Linked DNA regions of Ovis aries: region 1 is linked to region 2. Evidence: chromatin contacts called from public Hi-C data. All regions are on one chromosome and are shown on one strand. The core of a region is the stretch at or near the end of the contact, and the rest is flanking DNA. Distances in the headings are between cores, read along the strand shown. Region 1 has its middle 35 kb from the start of TMSB10. Region 2 has its middle 4.1 kb from the start of DNAH6.

Evidence for each region. Hi-C and Micro-C count contacts between places; a contact is called where the count stands out from the background.
Region 1: a Hi-C map of liver shows a contact between it and region 2, with 5 times the contacts expected there. The contact joins two enhancer-like sites. A contact is called at or near these places in 2 of 16 Hi-C or Micro-C datasets (hypothalamus and liver).

Annotation. Positions count from the first base shown.
Region 1 is chr3:56,732,154-56,737,687 of ARS-UI_Ramb_v3.0, reverse strand. No RefSeq gene overlaps it. Among named protein-coding and RNA genes, the nearest start is that of TMSB10, 35 kb to the left of the region's middle. Within about 2 kb of position 3,162, at least 14 of the 54 cell types and tissues checked have an H3K27ac peak or open chromatin away from gene starts, as enhancers often do. A contact at or near this core is called in liver, where this site is marked.
Region 2 is chr3:56,362,410-56,368,520 of ARS-UI_Ramb_v3.0, reverse strand. No RefSeq gene overlaps it. Among named protein-coding and RNA genes, the nearest start is that of DNAH6, 4.1 kb to the left of the region's middle. Within about 2 kb of position 4,545, at least 2 of the 54 cell types and tissues checked have an H3K27ac peak or open chromatin away from gene starts, as enhancers often do. A contact at or near this core is called in liver, where this site is marked.

The DNA of each region.
Region 1 (5,534 bases), core at 1,913-4,412, 370 kb before region 2:
AGATACAAAAACTTTCCGGAAAAAAAAAAAAAAAAACTTTCTGGAGAGGCAGAGAGCAGGCTACAGGGATCTTTAGCATCTCCTTCCTGACCATGAAAGGGAAGCAAGGAAGACCTTCAGCCCAGATGCCTTTAGAAGGTAAGTGAGGACCAGGCCGTCCCCACCTGCTGGTCACCAGGTCAAAGGTAGTACCCTAGAGTGATGGGGGACAATGTATGTAGGGTAGATGTGATTCTCTGAACTTTTGAACACAGAATGACTTGTGGAATAAAATCTCTGTAAGGATGGGTCTTGGGCTTCCCAGGTGGCACTAGTGGTAAAGAACCCACCTGACAATGCAGGAGACATGGAAAAAAAAAAAGATGTGGGTTCGATCCTTGGGTTGGGAAGATCCCTGGAGGAGGGCATGGCAGCCCACTCCAATACTCTTGCCTGGAGAATCCCACGGACAGAGGAGCCTGGTGGCCTACAGTCCAAAGAGTCAGACATGACTGAAGCAACTTAGCATGCATTCAATGATGGGTCTAACAAAGGCAGGAAGTCCTACTAAAAAAGTGTTGAAACGAATTTATCTATATACCAGATGTTTCAAATTCAGTGCCTGACCATATCCTGGGCCATGAAACAAATCCCAGTAAATTTAAAATATTTTAAATTATACTTAGTTTGTTCTCTGATTATAAAGGAGTTAGATTGGAAATCAACAACAACAAAATATCTAGGAAAAACCCATAACTTGGAAATTAAATAACATTCTGCTAAACTATGCACGATCAAAAAAAAAAATCAACAAGGAAATTAGAAAGTATTCCCAACATCATGGTAACGACAATAAACCTTTTCAAAATCTGTGCGATGCAGCTAGAGTAGTGCTTCAAGGGAAATTGATAGCTGTAAATAATTGTATTAGAAAAGGAGAAAGTTTAAAAGCCAATGATCTGGACTTCCTGGTGGTCCAGTGGCCAGGACTCTCTACACTCCCAATGCAGGGGACCCAGTTTCATCCCTGGTCAGGGACCTAGATCCCACATGTTGCAACCAAGACTCTGAGCAGCCAAATAAATATTTTTAAAAAGTCAATGATCTAAGGTTCCACCTTAAGAAGTTATTAACAGAAAAAGAAAAGTAAATCCAAAGTAAGTATAGGAAGGACATAATAAAGGTAAGAGTAGAAATCAAAGGAATAGAGAAGAGACTTTTCTTTTCCAAAGAGACTGGGCTTCCCTGGTGGCTCAGATGTAAAGAATCTGCCTACAATGCAGGAGACCCAGGCTCGATCCCTGGATGGGGAAGATATTCTGGGGCAGGGGATGGCTACCCACTCCTGTATGTTTGCTTGGGAAATCCCGAGGACAGAGGAGCCTGTCTGGCTACAGTCCATGGGGTCACAAAGAGTCGCACTGGACAGAATGACTAAAACTTTCACTTTCACTCAGAAAAGAGACAAGAGGAAATTAACAAGCTCAATTATGTTTTCTGACACATTATTCCCCTCCCTCTTCCTTCTAGTCTCTGCACATTGGATGAGAATTCATTTGGAGTGGGGGAAAGAGTATGAAATAATAGCTAATTCCTTCCTTAGGGGTTCCTGATGCTTGTACCTCACAACCAGAGAGAACTTTTTTTGCCAGTAGGTGGCGGCGCTGTCACCTTGAAAATTGGGACAGGCTGCCTTCTGGGTCGGCTTGGGGACCAAAAAATAGCCTGGGGCTGAAAGGAAGGCATCATTTCAAGACAGGAGAAGTCAATTCTAGAAAGTAAATCCTCACTTTTAGATCAGGGAAGTTAGAGATTATACACGCACAAACACACACACGCACAATTCCTAAGCCGAAATCCCCGTGGAATCAAAGTTTGAAACACCTGTCCTTTAAAAGCTGGGTTTCTGGGGGACTCCCCTGGTGGTAAGGACTCCGGGCTTCTAATGTAGGGTGTTAGGGTTATATTCCTGGCTGAGGAACTAAGACAAAGCTTGCCACACGGGTGAGGCTATCCCCCAAACAAAACAAAACAGAGAACGCCAAAACAAGCCCCCTCCCCCGCTTAATTGGAAGTACTGTAGGTGGGAACCTGAGGCTAAGAAAACTCCTCTCATTGTGTGCAAATCAGGGCTACCCTCTCCTCGACCCCCATTCTAAATTTCCATCAGATTTCCCAAACGCACGTAGAGGACAGGGAATTAAAACAATTAAGATCCCCTGCCTATGAATGCGCCATTAAACAACACTAGGAAGTTAATCAAGCAGGAGTCTGGGCTGTCAAGGGAGGTGGAGTACCCTCAGGCCTTGGGTGGGAGGTGGGAAAGGCCAGTTGCTTTTATAATTTTTTTTTCCCTCCAGGGCCCCTGCTGTTAAAAGCCCCGTGGGGAGTTTGGAGTGGAAAATTTGCAGACCTACTGTGTGCGTCTGCGTTCTTGCTAAGTCGCTCAGTCGCGTCCGACTCTTTGCGACCTCATGGACTGTGGCCTGAACGGCCTCTGTCCACAGGATTCTCCAGGAGAATGCTATGCCCTCCTCCAGGCGTTCTTTCCGAACCAGGGATTGAATCTGTGTCTCTGGCATCTTCTCCTTTACCACTAACGTCATCTGGGAAGCTCTGCGGAGGTGCTTTTCCTAAATTAATCATTTAATCTTTGCAGTAATCCTTTTTATTACCCCTCCAAATCCCTTAAGAAAGCACTTAATGGAGTGCTTGCTGGCTTTCGTGGTTCCGGGTTTTAAGTGAATGCACACACTGATTATTCCCCTCTTTTACACACACACAAGACTTCCGCGCGATTCCCTTCGTTTAAATGAACTTGCCTTTAAAAACAGCCTTTCATTTATTTCTTTGGTCTATTTCTTTCCAACAAGAGTCACCCTCAGGATTGGCAGTAGGAACGCAGACAGGACAGGAGGCAGTACGATTTTCGTTCGAATTTAGAAGACAGTCCTGGAGTCTCACTTCTCCCTTCTATCCGGCTCACAAAGTGTCGGGCGGCCAGGGCTGGGTTTGGGCGGGAGAAGCCCGGCCAGAGCTCCCGAGACCGACTCCGCGCGGGGCTGGTGGGCCGCAGAGCGGTTGAGTGGGGTCGGGATTTAGCCCCTCGTGGCAGCCACCCGGCTCGCTCCAGCCCCGCCCAGAGGCGGCCGCGCCAACCCTGAAGGGAGCCGGCGAGAGGCTCCCCGGATCTCCAGTGCGCCACGGACGGCGCTCAGAGAGTCCGCAGCCTCTAGGTCGCCGACTAGTTGGGATGGGCAGCCGCTGCTGAGTCCTTCCTTGCCTCTGCGTCCCGGGCCTCGGAGTCGCCGAGAGGAGTCCCTGGAGCTGGTTCCTGCTGCGGACCCTCTGCCTCCGGCCCGTGAGCTCAGCCCCTCCGCGCCGCGAGCCCGCCTCTGCCAACCGCGAGCTCCAACCCCCAAACAAGGCGCGCAGTAGGCGCGGACGCTGCAGCCTCCTGGCACCTCCCGGGGGGTGGGGTGGTTACCTCCCATCCTCGCCAAACTCCGCGCTCTCGGACCCCGATCCGACTCAGCAGGCCAGACTCCCACCTGCCTTGGCGGTGCCTCCTAGCTCGCACTTCTCGCCGCGACCCCCGGTTCCCCTTTCCGGCGGGGGCGCAGCCTTCCGGCCACATGAGACTCTGTCCCACGGCCCAGCCGTTTGTCAACCGAAAGGTCTCGGGCCAGAACTCCTGAGTCTCGCCAGCCTGCTTCGCTGGAGATTCGGGCTCGAACCCGCGAAGACCCGGTGGGCCCGGAACTTGGGCTCATTTTCTTTGAGGTTTGAGCTGCCCGCTCTTCCCTAGAGTTTCATTTCTGCTCTTAAGGAATGGTAACAAGCCCGCAGCAACAGCTTGATTTAACCTTTGTCTATTCAGTGCCTGAATTAGGAGAGATTTGGAGCTTCCCTGATAGCTCAGCTGGTAAAGAATCCGCCCGCAATGCTGGAGACTCCGGTTCGATTCCTGGGTCAGGAAGATCCCCTGGAGAAGAGAAAGGGTATTCTGGCCTGGAGAATTCCATGGACAGTCCGTGGGGTTGCAAAGAGTCAAACACGACTGAGCACACTTTAACTTAGGAGGGATTTGGGAGAACTGGAGTCATCCCCCTAATTTACTGATATGGGAAACTGAGGCTCACAGAGGGACATTTGTGCTCCACGTCACGGAGCGCTTTCCTGGATAGACCGGGTCTGACACGCACTGTGCGCCTCGTTAGAACGCGTTTTGCGGTGAGGGGAACCTAGGTGAGAGAGGCCCAGTCACCTGCTCGGGCCTCCCCAGCCCTATTGGAGCAGAAGCCGAGCGGAAACCCCGTAGGTCTGGCGTCTCCGGCTCTGGACCTCTTTCGAGGAGAGCGCTCCCTTTTCATGATCAATTTTCTTACTCTCGAAATTTTCTGCCTTTCTAAAGTCCCTCTCTTATGAGCGGTGTGGAAGTTGAATTTTGCGAGTTTGTGGTTTCAGTCTCTGTGGAGCCCTGGTGTGGTGGGTGGTCGTAGACCTTGCGCCCTCGGAAGCCCACCTTCTTTGATTCCTGCGCAGCATCAGAGGTCGCGTGACTTTATTCATTGTCCTAACCACAGCGAGGAAGAGGGTGACCTCACTGAGCCATTCCTGGCGAACGGGTTGCCCAGGAAGCCACACTGTGTTCCTATAACACCCTGGGCTAGGGACGTAGGAAGGCTGTCCATCTAGTGGAGACCAGTCAGTCAGTAGCAAGGCTGTTTGATCACCTGCAGGCTGTAGAGAGCGCTGTGGATGGGTTCCTCAGGGGATGCTGAGATTGTAGTCAGGCTCTGGAATCTAGCTTCCCACCCCGTGTGGCTGCTTCCTGGTACATTCTGGAAGGACCGTGGCTTGAGAGCTGGCTTGGTTTTCAACTTTTGTTAATCATTAGGGAGATCTTCTGAGCCAACATCAGCCACAAACAAGGCAGGCTTGACCCAGAGCACGTCACAGGTGGTTGTTATTGTTCAGTTGCTCAGTCGTGTCTGACTCTTTGTGACCCCATGGACCGCAGCACACCAGACTTCCCTGTCCTTCACTGTCTCCCAGAGTTCTCTAAAACTCATGTCCATTGAGTCAGTGAAGCCATCCAACCATCTCACCCTCTGTTGCCCCCTTCTTCTCCTACCTTCAGTCTTGCCCAGCATCAGTGTCTTTTCCAATGAGTTGGTTCTTGTCATCATGTGGCAAAGTATTAGAGCTTCAGCTTCAGCATCAGTCCTTCCAATGAATATTCAGGATTGATTTCCTTTAGGATGGACTGGTTGGATCTCCTTGCAGTCCAAGGGACTCTTAAGAGTCTTCTCCAGCATCCCAATTCGAAACATCAATTCTTTGGCACTCAGCCATCTTTATGAGCTTTCTTCTTTCCGTATCAACACTCAAACACAACTCTGGAGTTCTTTATTACCCCTTCTGGAGTCTGTGCCACTTACTGTTTCTCCCCACAGATATCCACATGTTCCCATACTTCTAGCTGGGCTTTGCTCAAATTCTCTCAAGAAGATGCTTCAGGATTACCTATTAAAAATTATGTCATCTCCATC
Region 2 (6,111 bases), core at 3,296-5,795:
ATAGACAGATGAACCAGACGGATTCCAGTTCATGCGGTCGCAAAAGAGTCAGACAGGACTGAGGAATTAAATACACAACAAACAAGTCTCCAATGACTGCTGGCAATGCTATATGGAAGCAGCCCCACAGATGCCCCATGCAGGTGCTTACTTCCCCATGCAGGTGCTTACTTTAGATGCCTTATCCCAGTCAGTGATCAGGTGAAGCAGTCCTTTCACCTGTCTGGGGTAAATATTCCACCAGATGACAGTCTTGGTTTTCAGCCTCCCCTCAAAAATAACATAATCACCTCTGAAAGTCATTGTTTTACTTTTTCCTTTTTGGTCCTTTTTGTTTTAACCTTGATATGTGTTTCTTGTCTTGAACGCAAAGCTGTATATGAAGTGCTCTACATATTAAACTCACAATGCATTTTATCAATCTTAAGATACTCAGGTATGAATTTTACACAGTAGAAAGACATGTAACATGTCTCTGCTTACAAAGACATGTCTCTGCTTACAAAGTAGAGAGACATGTAACATTAAAGCTGGAAGGGATATAACAGACCACTCAATCCAACTGCTTCCCCATTTCATTAAAAAGAGAGATGAGACCCAGAGAGAAAGTAAGTAATTTACTCCAGGTCAGGCACTTAGCCCTGGTAGAGATAAAACTAGAATACAAATCTCCTAATCCTTAATCAGGACTAGGGAACAGCAAGAGAGAAACTTCAGTTTAGAAACAATCAAAAACCTCAAATGTAGACATCATAAGGTACACACAGGCAATCAATCAGAGTGAATAAAATACAAACTAATCATGAAAAAAATTCAAAACCAACCCAATATACATCAAAGCATATTATAATAATATGTAATGTAAGACACACCTCCCAAAATAGATTACATTTTGGATGTGCAATGAATATTTTTATCTGTTCCTTTCAAAGTTTATGCAGTGGGAGACAAAAATCTATTGCTCCTCAGGTCAAGAATCCTTTTGTTAGTAGATGAAGGTGTCTGTATGTTAGTTTATGTTAGTAATGTTAGTTTATGAAGCTAAGGATTTCATTCCTAGAGCCAAGAATGGTGAGGAGAGGAGACATGGACACACAGAGTTTTATGAAGGTATTGCTATATTGAACACTACTCATCAAATCTCTCACAACTTATTTTTTTTTAATGTGGCAAGATGTTATCTCCATTATCAAATACATACATACCCAGTTGCTTCTGTCATGTCTCACTCTTTGCTATCCCATGGACTGTAGACCGCCGGGCTCCTCTGTCCATGGGATTTTCCCGACAAGAATACTGGAGTGGATTGCTATTCAGTCCTATTGAATACCTAATATATCAACACAAATAGGAGCTTTGTTTATTGCATGTTAATTGTTTCATAGTTTCTGCAATAGCAATGATTGTTCCTATTTATTGAGTGCTTATGTGCCAGGTTCAGTTCAGTTCAGTTCAGTCGCTCAGTCGTGTCCGACTCTTTGCAACCCCATGAATCGCAGCACGCCAGGCCTCCCTGTCCATCACCATCTCCCGGAGTTCACTCAGACTCACGTCCGTCGAGTCCGTGATGCCATCCAGCCATCTCATCCTCTGTCGTCCCCTTCTTCTCCTGCCCCCAATCCCTCCCAGCATCAGACTCTTTTCCAATGAGTCAGCTCTTCGCATGAGGTGGCCAAAGTACTGGAGCTTCAGCTTTAGCATCATTCCTTCCAAAGAAATCCCAGGGCTGATCTCCTTCAGAATGGACTGGTTGGATCTCCTTGCAGTCCAAGGGACTCTCAAGAGTCTTCTCCAATACCACAGTTCAAAAGCATCAATCCTTCGGCACTCAGCCTTCTTCACAGTCCAACTCTCACATCCATACATGACCACAGGAAAAACCATAGCCTTGACTAGACGGACCTTAGTTGACAAAGTAATGTCTCTGCTTTTGAATATACTATCTAGGTTGGTCATAACTTTTCTTCCAAGGAGTAAGTGTCTTTTAATTTCATGGCTGCAGTCACCATCTGCAGTGATTTTGGAGCCCCCAAAAAATAAAGTCTGACACTATTTCCACTGTACTATGCTATATATTTTTCATTTGTTCTCTCAAATATATCCAACAAACCTGAAATTCCCATCTCATAGCTAAAGAACTAGGCTACAAAAGATTTACAAGAACAGATTATGAAAACAGTAATACTAAGTGAAAATGCTTAATATTTATTGAGCACTAAGTTAAGTTTTATATGCTGGACCTTTGTAAAATGTTTTCTACTATTATACTGTTCATTGCACCAGCTCATATTGTTTTAGAGGTATTATTATATCTATTCCACCAAAAAGGAAATTGAGCCTTAAAGAGGTTGATTCACCCAAGATCACTAGAGAAGTGGTAAATGATAGAGCTAAGATACACATTCAGATTCATGAAATTTAAGTTAAAGTTCCAAAATATTAGTCATGCAATTTTGCTACTGGAGGTATGGTAGACTATATTCTTAAAAATTCCTGAAGCAAAACTCCTGTGTATTTGGATAAACTCCAAGGCACATTATTTTAACTGTATTGCTGAACTCACAAGAATAAGAGAATCATAACAACAGAGTCCTGTTGATGGAAATGTAAATTGGTACAACCACCATAGAATAGAAAACAGTATAGAGATTCTCAAAAATTCGAGAATACAATTACTGTGTAGTCCAGCTATTCCACTTCTGGCTATTTATGCAAAGAATACATATTTTCTAATATATTAGAAAAAATATATTCACCCCTATGTTCATCACAGCATTATTTACAATAGCCAAAATATGGAAATAACCTAAAGCCCATGAATAATGAAGGGATAGAGAAGACGTGGTACGTATACACAACAGAATACTACTCAGCCATTAAAAAACAAAATCTTGCCATTTGAGACAATAAGTATGGATCTTGAAGGTATTATGCTAAATGAAATAAGACAGAAAAAGACAAAGACCATATTATTTCACTCATTCATATATGGGATATAAAATAATAATAATAAATTAACAAACCAAAGCAAACAAAAACATAGGTATTACAGAGAGCAGAGATGTGATTGCCAGGGGGACTGCAGGTGGTAGAGAGGAAAAAATGGGGGTCAACTCTATGATGATGGGTGGAAACTAAATTTTTGGTGGTGAGCACACTGTAGTGTATACAAAAGTTAAAATAATGTGTACAATGTTATATGCTTGAGATTTATGTCATATACCAATGTTATGGCAAAAAAAAAAAAAAGAAACCAAACTGTATACTTGAAGTGTGTGTAGCCAATTGTGTGTAAGTTACACTTTAGTAAAATTTATTCAAGAAATAATAAAATTGTATGCACAAACTTTTAAAAAGAGTAACAATTATTCCTAGAATTACACTTCAAAATCACTTGGAAGTATGAAAGTGAAAGTGTTTGTGGCTGAGTCATGTCTGACTGTTTGCCACCCCATGGACTGTAGCCCTCGCAGCTCCTCTTTCCATGGGATTCTCCAGGCAAGAATACTGGAGTGGGTAGCCATTCTCTTCTCCAGGAGACCTTCCCAACCTTGGGATCGAACCCTGGTCTCCCATCTGAGCCACTAGGGAAGCCCAAAAATCATGTGAGGCTTTTCTAAACATACTGATTTCCAGGCTCATGCCAGACCTGGTAAATAGGGATCTTTGATATTGGCATTTAGGCAAATATAAGCTTAAAAATCTCTATATGTAAATCAAATGAACATCTCTGGCTAGGAATCACATCTACAGGTGAAAATGTATGAAGATTAAAAGATGTTACATTAAATAGGTCATAAAACAGTTTGCATAATATGATTATATTTTTACAAGCAGAAATGTATGTAAACTCAGCAAACTGTATGGAAGAAAAATATAGTAGTTTATGAGATTTGTGGGTATTTTATACTCTGCTCTTCTGTATATTCAAAAATAAAAGCTGTGTACTGCTTTTGTAAACAAAAAAGCAGACGGTGGCTCAGACAGGAGACCCAGGTTTGATCCCTGGGTCGAGAAGATCCCCCTGGAGAAGGGAATGGTTACCCACTCCAGTGTTCTTTCTGGAAAAGTGAGTTATTTTTAAGTTAACAAAGAAAATGTATGAGCGCATAAAATAGAGGGACCATGAATTTGGTGGAGGCCAGGGTGAATGGAGCAGGGACACTGGTGGAGGATTTAGCCTTCAGTGTAAACGAGACACACCTTCCTCCATGTGGAGGGAAGGAGGGTGGAAGTAGACTAGATGGATTGGTAGATTTGGGCCAGATTTCTTCTCTTTCTCCGTGAAGCAGGAAGTAAGCTCAGCCGCAGATAAGAATGGATGTGGGGGTGGTCAGGCTCCTTATAATTTATGTGGTGGTGGTGGGATAACCCACCTTTAATCTTGACTGTTCACAGTTTAGTTTCAGGGTCTGTAAAACTGCTTAAAGTTGTGTTCATGGGTGGGAGGAATTGAGAGATTGGGATTGATGTGATTGATACTGTGTATAAAAGAGATAACTAATAAGAACCTACAGTATGGAACAGGGAACTCTGCTTAATGCACTGTGGTGACCTGAACAGAAGGAAATTGAGAGAGGGGAGATAAGTGTTTGTTTAGGTGATTCACTTTGCTACACAGTAGAAACTGACACAACGTTGTGTCGCAACTATATTACAATAAAAACGAATTTAAAAAATACCTACAAGAAATTGTAATCATGTTTTGTTCTCAGCTGTTTGACTTTCAAAGGAGTCTGTGATCAATCGCCGCTCAGAGTTGGGAACTCTGCCCATCGGAAGTGGTGAAGGGGGTGGTGGCCGTGATGGTATCATATTCTGTTGCTCTATCACCACCGTGTGGTCAAATAGATGTACTGCCAAAGGTGGATTTGAAGCACAGAGTTTGAACTTCCCACGTTGCTCAGGGGTAAAGGACCCACCTGCAGGAGTTCAATTTCTGGGAGCTCTCCCGAAGATCCCTGGAGCAGGAAACGGCAACCCATTGCAATATTCTTGCCTGGGCAATCACATGGGCAGAGAAGCCTAGTGAGCTACGGTCCATGGGGCTGCAAAGAGTCAGACACGACTTAGCCACTAAACAGTTACAGCAACAACAAAAATTTTTCCTCCAAAATGCTGAACCAATGTTAATTATTCAAGAATGAGAAGACCCGCCCAAGCCCAGATAATTATATTCCAATTAAAGATTTTTACGGAAGTGATCTCTGAGCCAGTGTTGAATGTTTCTGAAAGGCCAAAAACATTATGTGTATTGAGACTGACTAGGAGAGTTTTGAAACCCCCTGATGCCCAGGCCAGATGCCATGCTAATTAAACTCTCTAAGAGTGAGAGACCCAAGCATCAGGGTTTTATCCAATGACCTCTTCCCCATGTGATTCCAATGTCCAACCAAGTCCAAGGGCCTCAGCCACAAGTCCTTGCTGTTCCAGGTGTGCTCCATGAGCCAGCAGCATTGGCACCCCCCCCCCAGGAACTTGTTAAATTGTGGGATCTCAGGTCCTGCCCCACATCTCCTGAATCAGTCTGTATTTTAAATAATTCTCAGGTGACTCACTGCATATCAAATTAAATTCTGTTAAAGAGATCAGAATGATTGTCCAGTAGGTCCGCTGGATATACAAGGCAGGAATGGTGTTTAAAAGGTGGGCTTTTCATCTCTGATCACTTCCAGCTACAAAAAATGTGTGACTTCTATGCCACTGCTGAACAGTTCTAGTTATCTGAAAGATTCTTTTCTTTTAGTAGATGTCAAAATATACTTTCTAGCCAGTTCTGCAAATTGCCCCCATGATCTCTTTTAAAATATTTGAAGGATTTCCCTGGTGGTCTAGTGGTTAAGAATATACTTGCCAATGCAGGGGACATAGATTCTATCTCTGCTCCAGGAAGATTCCACATGTTAAGAGACAACTAAACCCACGTGCCACAACTACTGAGCCTGAGAGTCACAACTATTGAAGCTCATGTGGCCTAGAGTCCTTGCTCTGAAACAAGAGAAGCCTGTGCAATGAGAAACCTGCACACAGTAATTTGAAAGTAGCCACTCACTAGAGAAAGCCTGCATGCAGCAACGAAGACCCAGCACAGCCAAAAATAAGTAAATAAAA